Linked DNA regions of Muntiacus reevesi: region 2 is linked to region 1. Evidence: chromatin contacts called from public Hi-C data. All regions are on one chromosome and are shown on one strand. The core of a region is the stretch at or near the end of the contact, and the rest is flanking DNA. Distances in the headings are between cores, read along the strand shown. Region 1 holds the start of CCM2 (CCM2 scaffold protein). Region 2 holds the start of TMED4 (transmembrane p24 trafficking protein 4).

Region 1 (5,405 bases), core at 1,457-3,956:
AGATCCAATGGTCTCTACAGGTTGCTATATCAGAACTGATTTAAATATAGGACAGATAGCTGGTGTCAAAAAATTGGTGTGGGAAAAAAGCCCACACATCTGGTGTCAGAAGTGTGAGTATGGTAGTGTGAAAGCAAGGGAGAAATACAGGAATTGAGTGAGATTTTCCTAACATTAGGTTAAGGGAAGTTTTAGTAGGGTTATTGACAGCATTATAGCAGGATGAGTATGCAAAGGTACATTAGTGGAAGATCTCAAATATCAGGCCTCTTTTCAGTGAATGGTGGGGGAATAACCACTGAATGCATTGCATTATTTGTGTCTGTGAATGTGGGAAGCTAAATTATTGCAGGAGGGAGATTGAAAAGTCATTTCCCACACTTCAGCTTTATGTGCCAAAGGGACTGGAATACCTAATGCCTTTAGGGAGTACTAGAGACCACTCACTTTTGTGATATCTTTATCAAATAGGATTCAATCAGGAGATAGAAACAGTGTAGGAAACATTTACTATAAAGAATTATTAAGTATAACAGAAAATTAGGGTAACAAGGGAATCGGTATTAAAAGTGAAAAGAACTCTGAATACAAGAAACTACTGTAATGAAGGCTACTGCAGGGAACACAGGCTCTTCCTTCCCCTGGGGCTGAGGTCCAGACTTTGTCAGAGATAGGATAGCTACAGCTCACCGAATGGCAGAGAGGTGCTGGCAAAGCTTGCTGAAGTCTACCCTCTACTGCAGTGGCCCCCAACCTTTTTGGCACAGCACCAAGGACCAACTTTGTGGAAGGCAATTTTTCCACGGGCATGGTAGCGGGGATGGTTCAGTCAGTACTGTGAGCAGTGGGGAGCCACGGGAAAGGCACATGAAGCTTGGCTTGCTGGCCCACTGCTCACCCCCTGATGTGTGGTGGCTTCGTTGCTAACAGGCCTCCCAGAGGATTGGGGACCTCTGCTCTAGAGTGCCGGGAAAACTGTTCTTGGAGTGGGTCTTGCTGACCACTCCGGATATAAAACTTCTCAAGATGAGTGCTGAAGGAATCTGCCGGCTGCTGGGTGTTGCTGGCAGGCCCCCACTGCAGTCAAGTGCTTGGGAGAACCCAGAGTAGGAGAAACTACCCCTGATGTAGGAAGGTGTACGCTTCAGAGGCTTCTTTAAGCATGTGCCTGCCAAGAAAACTCACTGAATCTAGGTAACAAAGCCCCTTCCCTCTCACACTGTCTCCAAGAAGTTTCTCCTGGCAAAGCAAACACTGGGTTACTCGGCAAAGGACTAATGCTCAAAAGGCCAAGCTCCATCCTGCGATGAGAATTGAGAGTGAATGTCAAGCTGAGAGATAATCTACTGACAGCTGCCACAGGAAGCAATACTCTTAAAAAAGATCAGTTGAGGCAATTAGTGGTTTGTTTCGTGTGAGTTTACATGCTACCTGTGCTGCAAGGTTCTTACTGGCAGCTGAGTTGTGGCAAAAGAGTGGGCCTGCTGCAGCTAACTCCAATTTACAGTGTACTTTTGGGCAAACCAATCCATCCGGATCTCATTGTAAAAGTACTTCTAGGTGACTGGTTAAAGTTCGAATAACTGTGGTGTTGGAGAAGACTCTTGAGAGCCCCTTGGACTGCAAGGAGATCCAATCAGTCCATCCTGAAGGAGATGAGTCTTGGGTGTTCATGGAAGGACTGATGCTGAAGCTGAAACTCCAATACTTTGGCCACCTCATGCGAAGAGTTGACTCATTGGAAAAGACCCTGATGCTATGAGGGACTGGGGGCAGGAGGAGAAGAAAACGACAGAGGATGAGATGGCTGGATGGCATCACTGACTCGATGGGCATGAGTTTGAGTGGACTCCGGGAGTTGGTGATGGACAGGGAGGCCTGGCGTGCTGCAATTCATGGGGTCGCAAAGAGTCGGATACGACTGAGCGACTGGACTGAACTGAACTGAACTTCTAGGTGACAGGTTAAAGTTCGAAGTTCTATTCTATAGGGTTCGGACGTATTCTGTTGCATTTAAACTGTCCTGAAGGATTTGTATAGGAAGTCTGGAACATAGGCAGTCTTCCTAGTGCCTGCAGGAATGGCAAGTAAAGGGAGAAAAGAAAAGGGAGTGGTCCTGCGCCCCTCGCCCAGGCCCGGCTCCTCCAGCAGGCCCAGCTTTTGGCTTCCCGCCTTCCCGGTTCCGCAAGCCCCGCCCTTCTATCCCCACCGCCCTCTCCGCCGGTCCCGCCCCTTCGTCAGCTCCGCCTTTCCCTCCCACAGGCCCCCTCCCAAGGCCCCACGCCCTACCTTCTTCCGGCGCTTTACCTTCCCCACAGGTCCCACCCGTCCCGCCAGCCCCGCCCTCCGCTTCCTGTCGGCCCTAGCTCCCTCTCCCTGAGCGCGAGGCAGGCTGGGAAGTTGGCTGCCGTAAAGATGGCGGCAGACTTGAAAAGCTGGAGGCGCTCCTGTAGCTCTGAGGGGCAGGAGGACGGGCTGAAGGCGGGGCAGGCGCGCTCCGGCCCTCCCAGACGGGCGTGGCGGGGGTGGTGGGTAGGGGCGCGACAGACGCGCTCCCGCGTCCTGAAGGGGCGGGGAGGGCAGGCTAGCTCTCGGCGGCTCTGAAGGGTTGGAGGCGGGGCGTGTGGGCCGAAGGGGCGTGCGCGCACGGGGCGGGGCGTATTTGCGGGGGCGGGGCCGCGCCCTCGGCCCGGAAGTGCGGGGTGTGGGGTGCAGGGCGCGGACGGCCCCTGGCGGCCACGGGCGGAGACTGCGGCCGGGCGAGCGGCGCAGGACCGGCGGTGGCCGCGGGGCCAGGGCGAGCATGTAGCGGCAGCGGGCGGCGCGGCGCTCCCGGGGCGGGCCAGGCCGCGGGGGCCGCTCGCGGAGACATGGAGGAAGAGGGCAAGAAGGGCAAGAAGGTGAGCCTTCAGAGCGCGTCCGCCCGAAGGCTGAGCCGGAGGCGTGCTGGACCCCAGACCTAGGCAGGCGGAAGGCTGAGGGGCTGGGGCTGGGCGGGGAAGGGCTCGGGGGACTTGAGAGGGTCCCTCGGGGCTGCCCGTCGGTCGGCCGGTACGGGGCGTGGGAAAGTCTGGCTTGGGAGGTCCGTGGAGGGGAGTTCTGATTTAGGAGGTTCGGTGTGGGGAGGTCTAGGGCGGGAGTCCGGCGTGGGAAGGCCCGGCACGGGAAAGTCCGAGGTGGGAGTCTGGCGTGGGGAGGCCCCAGGTTGGAAGTCCGGCGTTGGGAGGCCCGGAGGCTCACTCTGTTGGAGGTGAGCGTGGTGGGCACGCCGGGGTCCCCAGGTGAACGGCGCACGGTCGGGTCCGGGACTGGGTCGCGGGAGTCAGTCTCCGCGCTGGAGTAGGAGACGAGCCCCTGGACAATGGGTTTAGGTGGTCTTTTGCCTGCAGGGCGCGTGGGGGAGGAAGGAGCCACGCCTTTCCGCCCCTTCCGGTCAGTGACTCTCCCCCAAACCTAGGCTCTCCACATGGCCTTCCCGGCGGGTGAGTGACCAGGGGCTGCAGAGCAGCTGGCCCCGGTTATGGGCCAGAAAGTTTTCTAGGGTTAGTGTCTTTTAGAAAATGGGGCGTAAGGTTAATGTAGAAACATTTGCTGCTTAGTTGACTTCATTATTGGAGTATCAAGTAAAAACAAAAACTGCTTCATGATACAGCCGGTTCACGCTTCTGCCGGCGCGGGCTGAGTTTTGCTCTACCTAGTACCAGCTGAGCGATTTCAGTTACATTTAGCAGTTGGATTTAGGACATAGTTCAAGAGGCTCCTTAGTCTGTGTACTTTTTAAACTGTCTTTAATTACAGGCTCGAGTAATTGATAAAGAAACTCAACATTTCAAGGAGACAAATAACCACATGGGATAAGCTATCATTGAAATGAAAAGTGGATTTCAATGAAATGTATCTTTCTTAAGTACAGGCTTTATAATCCCAAGTGTCTTACTTGTTATTTTCATTTTTACGTATGTGCACTTTTATGCACAAGTTTAAAACAGACCTTTATAAATCTTTTGATTTTCTGCTCTTCAGAGCCAGCTGTGTCCTTCAGTTGAGGATTACTCATCACAAGGGGCCCCATTTCAAAAGGTATTTCAAATGAAGTGCAGCCAGATGATCTTCAGGAGATCGTGTTCTGCTTCTCTCACTTTATTTACTCATTGTTTTGTTATGTTTTTAGCACACCTGTCTAAATTGAAGTGCGGTATCAGTTGCAGTTACCCGCAAAGTTGGTTTAAGTCTGGAAAACAACCCAAGAAAGTGATTCTGTAAGCAATTGACCACAGAAGGATGCTGCCCACCAAAAAGGGAGAAATCTGAATTTAATGTTTCTACCAAAGCTGATAGAAGGCTCCGTAAGAAATGCAGTCAGTTGCATCCTTCCCTGTCATAGATAGGCAGGTGGGCCAGGGCCCTATAGGAGAAGGCCTGTCACCAGCACTCTTGGCTGCCAGCATTCTGTAGATTAGCTGGCTCAGTTCTAGAAGAGGACCAATCCTAGCCACATGGTATCTTCCATAGTCAGTCCAAATGTTGTCTGCTAAGGAGAATTATTCCTTTCAAGTGGGTACTAGCCTGTCTGTGACAGGGAAGGATGAGAATGACTGAATTTTTTCTAGAACTTTCTACCAGCTCCGGAAGAAATATTTGAATATTCAGCATATTGAGAGAGACAAAAGTGGTAAGACACTCCTGAGTTTTAGGACTAGAAGTAAAAAACCAGTGAAACTCAAGAATTTTATCACTGGGGGCAATGGAAAGATTTAAGTCTAGAGAAGATTAATACATTACATTGTTTATTAAAGGAGATAGTTTGTTATTACATAGTTGCCTAAGCCAGGAATTTTGTGTTTTCTCTGTATTTTGCCACTGCCCTAGCCCATTTTCCCACAGGCAGACTAGACAGAAGGCTCTGAGGCATAGATTCCTATCCAGGCCACGACTTAGCACACTTTATTTCTTACTCTCAGCCAATTGCAAGCCAGCAGAATCTTCCTGCTCTCTCCCCCATTCAATGTGAGGTCACATACAACTCAGTTTGATGCTTAAGTTAGTCTCATTATGCTAAGTTAACCAGAGCTCTCTATTTTAAAGCTTTAACACAAATTCAAGCTAAAGCGGCAAATAAAGACTTAATAGTTTTATGAAAGTAGCATTTGGACATTTAAATTCTCTTTCCACGTTAGCTTCCTCAAAAAGTGCAGATTTAAACCTTAAAAAATGTGCATCGTAGGCTTTTCAGGTCTTCAGATGCTTGTCTCGGTGTTCTGTCGAGCAGTTATTCAGGCTTGTTCTAACGTGGCCTATTTCCTCAGGACAGGACTCATCGAGCTGCCAGAGAACCAGTAGACCAGAGTGGATTTCATATAAAGTGTGCAGGTACAGCCCTGTCCTTTCTCAGGCTACCCTGGCGC
Region 2 (5,405 bases), core at 1,856-4,355, 240 kb before region 1:
GCATGAGGGAAGTATGCTAAGATGTGTTTACACTTATGATTCCAGGGAGCTAAGAAACAGATACTTAATCCCTTCACAGGATTCCTTGCTGTCAAGCCTACGTGGCTGCCCTCTGTGCATGGCTGAGCCACCACCCTGTCTGTTCCCTAGCCTCACAAGCCCACATGCCCAAGTCCGCTCCCAGTCAGCTGCAGAAGCACCCAGACCAAGAGCTTTTCTTCCATCTCCTTTGGTGCCTCCCCTCTGCCCACGGCCTCTTTATTTCATTTCAAACACAGCTACTACAACACGTTTTATTTCACTGGAAAAATCTGTATAAAGAACCAAATCTGGTTCCCGCAAGGAAAACATTTACCACAGCTTAAATAAAAGTTAAGGGAAACAGGAGGGTAACAGTGTCCTGCCTTGTGTGAGCTGTCACTGCCTCACTCTTGAATTCAGGCCCTGTGTGATGGAAACCACAGGTGTCCTGGAGAATTCTCTGCCTGGCCCTCTGATTAGGCCTTGAGAGCAGCTGCTCTCTGGCCCTGAGAGCTGAAGTCCTGGGAGCTGCCATGGTAGTTAAGTTATCAAGGATGTGTGCATAAACAATGCAGAAGGGACTGCACCAATGTTTTCAGCTAGTCACACAAAGGCAGTAACACTTCAACTAGGAAGGAAAATATATAATTTTATCAAAAAATAGTTCTAATATATAGAAAAACTTTTCAATCCTCTGGGGCCTTTGCCCCTATTTACATTCACAAAGCTGCTGAGTGAACCCAAGACTGACAGCAGAGCAGTGAGGCAGGCCTCCTCGATGGAGCATTTTGGTTGCCTACTTCGTAAGTAGATGAAGGGAAAGGTTAAAGGCGTAGGAGGGTTTTTCATTTGCTCATTTTATGAGAAAGAGGGGAATCACTGGATGCAAAAGAAGACTTAGTCCTGGGTCAGTTCCAGCTCTGCACAAACCCCAAGACAGATCTTTGAAAGCCTGGACCAGTGTCCTGTGTCCTTGAAAACCAGTGTTAACAAGTGGTTGATCTGAATGCTTTGTTGCCATGGAACCAATGTGGCTTATATTCTTTTTTCACTTTTTTTTTTCCCTCAGAATCCAGGTGGATAAGATATTGGGTGGGGAAAGTACCAAATAATTGAGGTGACAGGAAAGGGTCATGTGGTGAGGACACTACACCAGCTTCTTGGCCTCAAAGAAGCTCTTGAGGTGACGCATCTGCCAGATGCCAGTGAGGATGAGGATGACAGTCTGAGCGATGGACCACCACAGGACCCTCTGGTTGGTGCTCTCACTGATCAGACGGAAGCGCTCTTCACGATACTGCGTAGGACAATGAACCCAGGGTTAAATGTGCAGGAGAGACAGTCTCAGCTGTTGCAAGGTCCTTCCCTCCCATGCCACTGCTCAACTGTGGGACCAAACACCTTTTGAAATACTGCCTCTGATTCCCCTGAGAGTGCCCCAAGGAAGTAACATGCTGCCCCTCCATGAGCTTCTCTGCTAGAACAGAAATCACATTCTTAAACCACTTAAAGCAAGATCCCCCCCAAAAAAAAAGAAAAAAAAAAGCAAGATCCCAAAATAAGGAGGCAGGCAATGGATTTTGCTAGAGGGTGAACTGTCCTCTCTACACTTCATTCTACAGAGCTGAAAAATGGCCACCTGCACTGATACCCTCCATTCCAGTCTTTGAACAGCCGGCTTCCCGAGTAGGGAAAGCCCCAGGAAGACACTGCCAGGTGTAATGGGTATAAAGGTCAACTGCCATGGCCAAGTACAGTGACATGCCCTTACCCTTTGGTAATCCTGCTCCTTCTGGATCTGCTCCACCTGATCAAGCAGCTGGCGGGCTCGGAGCTGCAACTCCGTCAGCTTATCCTTGGCAGCAATCTCAGGGTAGTTGTTGGCATGCTCCCCAACCTGGATGTCTAGGTGCACACGCTAGGAGGAAACAAGGTTGGACCCCAAAGTCAGCGTCATTGTGACATTATGATGTCTAAGTGATGCAACCTCTGATGGTCTGTTCCAGGCTATGGAACATACTCTTGTCCCTGTGGGACAGGCGGGCAACGTCTATTTCTTACTTGTAACTGTGCCACAAGGAGTTACAAATGATGTGCATGCTTGCTAAGTCGCTTCAGTTATGTCCCACTCTTCGTGACCTTGTGGACCATAGCCCTCTAGGCTCCTCTGTCCATGGGTCCTCCAGGCAAGAATACTGGAGTGGGTTGCCATGCCCTTCTCCAGAGGATATGCCCGACCCAGGGATGGAACCTGCATCTCTTGGTCTCCTGCGTTGGCAGGCAGGTTCTTTAGTAAATCTAAACTTTGGAACCAAGTGACAGATTCTGAGCTATGGCCAAGAGAAAACTGTTACCAGTCTGCCTCCAGCAAAGAGAGCCATCCTGGTAGAGTTGGAGTGCAGGCAGATCTGATGGTCACCGGGAGTGTGGGAAGTGAAGGTGAAGCGGCCCTCTGAGCCGTACTGCCGGGAGAGCACCACCTGCAACAGAGCAGTCAGTGAAAGCCCACACCTTTACTCTAACCTCGCCAAGTGCAAGCTCGTGTCTTATGAGTTCTGTCCAACCCAAGAGCTCTAGTGAAGGTGGCCCTACCTTGCCTTCAGGATCCTTCACCTCCACATGCATGCCCAGGCCGGGCGTCGAGGGCAGGAAGACCTCCTTCTGTTTATCCCACATTTGGGTGCGGTAGTTCCCTGCGGAACAGACAGAGCTGTCACAACCCGCCTAGTCCGTCCGGCTCCCACACTCCGCGGCTCCCGGGACGCCAGGCAGGGGGCACTGCTCGCCCGGTCACCGTCCCGCGTCCTCAGAGTGCCGCTGCGAGCGGAGAGCCCGACGGCGTCTTGGGGACAACTCAGGGCCCGATCCACCCTCGCCCCGCCTGACCGATGACCATGGTCTCGTCGGGGATTTCCTCGATGAAGCAGCGCTTTTCGGTCTCGCCGATGTGGAAATAAAGCCCCCGGGCGCTTGCTGCGCACAGAGCAAGGAGCAGCAACGCCGGCAACCCCATTGCCCGCCGACGCCCAGCCGAGACACCTGCCAACGCGCGCCCTCTGCCCAGTGCGCATGCGCGCACCTGCGCCCCACTCCCTGACGACGCAGAACGACCAGGCGCAGGACGCGCTTGCGCGGTGACTCCCGCTCTGCGTCCGCTCCGCCCCGCCCCGCCCCGCCCCGCTCGCGTCCTTTAAGCCAAGTTACAGGGCCGAGGGGAGAGTGCGCAAACGCAGGACGCCCGGAGACTGACTGGTCCCTCCCTCTCTCTGGAGGCGTAGTGGGTTCCGTCAACAACCAAAAAGCTGCTTCTCCTCAGTGCGCATGCGCGCGCCTGCGCCCTGCTCCCAGCAAACGCGGCGTGGCAGAGCAAGCGTACGGAAATGTTCACAACCCCTTCGCCCCTGCTGCTTACCCGTCAGCCTGCGCTGGGGCTTGAGTCCCGTATCCGGAAGATTGGGTCGACGTAGGCTTCCGAACTCGGGGTCCACCGAGGAAAGGAAAGTCGGAGTCCCCGGACCGACAGACCGTTCACGAGACTCCGACTAGGCGGATACCGGTGTGAGAAATCGTGTAGGAGCCTCAGGCACATTCGGTGCCGCCAGGAATAGGGGCTCACCGAGCCTTTGGAAGCCTTGACCTCGGGGTGGAGGCCTCACCTGGGTGGGGCTCCAAACAGACCTACAGGAAACGGTATTCCAAGCCGTGAGGCGCCAACAGGTTTAGGTGTTCCAGATTTTAGGAGTTTATCGGTTTTGTTGCTTGAGATGACAGTGTTGGAATGATTATTTTCTGACACTCCTCTGCTAGGGGTATACACCGAAGTGCTCACAGATAGTCACCCGGGGGTGCTTACCAGTAAGAGAAAGTGGAGATTGGGCTAAAGGTGAGAGATGTGTGGGAAGAGGGACAAATAGAGACGGTCCAGTGGTCACTAGAACTGCACCAAAAGGGCGAGGCTCGGCGGCGTCTCCGCCTCTGTTTCCAGCCCTTATTGTTCTCTCTCAACTTGTCCAGCTGCTCATTGTCTTCTAGGTGAAGATGTGGAACATGCAGTCTCTCGGGCTGTGGGTCTGCTCCACTGTCTCACGGTGGTTTAGGGCTCAGAGTGGAGAGAGATGTGAAACAGAACAAAATCCAGCCTCTTGGGTCTGATGGGCCCATGACAAGTGCAAGTGGGGGCCCAGAGCTTGTTCTGCTGCTTCCCATCCTTCCTAAACACAAACCCTGTAAAAATCATTCTTACCGCGCTTACCGTGGTTTAGTCACTAAGTCGTGTCCGGCTCTTGCGACCTCACGGACTGTACCCTGCCAGGCTCTGTCCATGGGATTCTCCAGGCAAGAATACTGGAGTGGGTTGCCATTTCCCTCTCCAAGGGTCTTCCCCACCCAGGAATCTGCTTAGTGTTGGATATGTTCCTATTTATCTCTTAAAAAGTGGGATTGAACCAAGGCAAATATCCTAGTGGCTTTAAAGAAGTTTTACAAGGAAACCCTGAGCAGCAGCAGTTGTGCAGTGAGGACGGAAAATAAGATCTCTTTTATCAGAAGCTGGAAATTTGAGTTTAAGTATGAAATCTGATTTTTAAATATTAGCATATGGCTCAGCTTTAATGAAATGGACAAGAAGTCACAGTCTAGCCACATTCAGCAGTCAGTCGTGAGAACAACTTGTGATCTCATCCAAATTCAATAGGGGACAGTCTTCTTGTTTAAGTGATGATCTCTGTGCAGTTTCCTCCCTTTTCCAAGGTTCTGTGTCCTTCACCTTCTTTTCTTTGAGCAAACTGGTGCAACTTGAGAATGAATATCTGGGCTAAGAAAATTGAGGAAAAGTCTTGAAGAAAACTTAGAATGAGGAGGTCTATGAGGCATGTTTACATCTCCTAATGAGAGCATTCCTCTTGTGGGACAGAGGAAGGCAAAAAAGAAGCCAGAAAGGTCCTCACTGGGTGTGGAATTAGAGCAAAGGAAGGTTGAAAATTTGTCTTAAAATTTTTACTAAGAGAATTTCCAAACACATAGAATAGTTAACAATGAGCTTTCAAATACTAGCAACCAGTTTCAGCAACAATCAAAATTTTGTCTTATTTTATTTATCCATTTCTGCACTTTTTTCCTGAAGTGTGTTAAAGATTCCCTGGACATCATATAGGTATATTCCAGTGTATTTCTAGCCAATAAGGACTGTTAAAAATAACATTATCACACCCAAAACAAAAATAATTCTTTAATAATTCTAGTACTAAAAAAAAATAATAATTCTAGTACTTAGTATATTTTCAGTTCCCCCCACTCCATCTCAATAAACTTTGGATTGTTAAAAAGGTCTATTTACTACATTCATTTATATATCTTTTAAACCTCTTTTGATACATAGTAGTCAC

Evidence for each region. Hi-C and Micro-C count contacts between places; a contact is called where the count stands out from the background.
Region 2: a Hi-C map of muscle shows a contact between it and region 1, with 4 times the contacts expected there. The contact joins the promoter of TMED4 here to the promoter of CCM2 in region 1. A contact is called at or near these places in 2 of 3 Hi-C or Micro-C datasets (blood and muscle).

What each region holds. Positions count from the first base shown.
Region 1 is chr6:72,658,902-72,664,306 of mMunRee1.1, reverse strand. It overlaps CCM2 (CCM2 scaffold protein), which reads left to right and starts at 2,706. Exons shown (of 10, transcript XM_065939435.1): 1 at 2,706-2,900. The coding sequence starts at 2,871.
Region 2 is chr6:72,894,857-72,900,261 of mMunRee1.1, reverse strand. TMED4 (transmembrane p24 trafficking protein 4) reads right to left here and starts at 3,105. Exons shown (of 5, transcript XM_065939710.1): 1 at 2,908-3,105; 2 at 2,614-2,714; 3 at 2,376-2,501; 4 at 1,793-1,939; 5 at 280-1,318. The coding sequence starts at 3,034. The coding sequence ends at 1,169.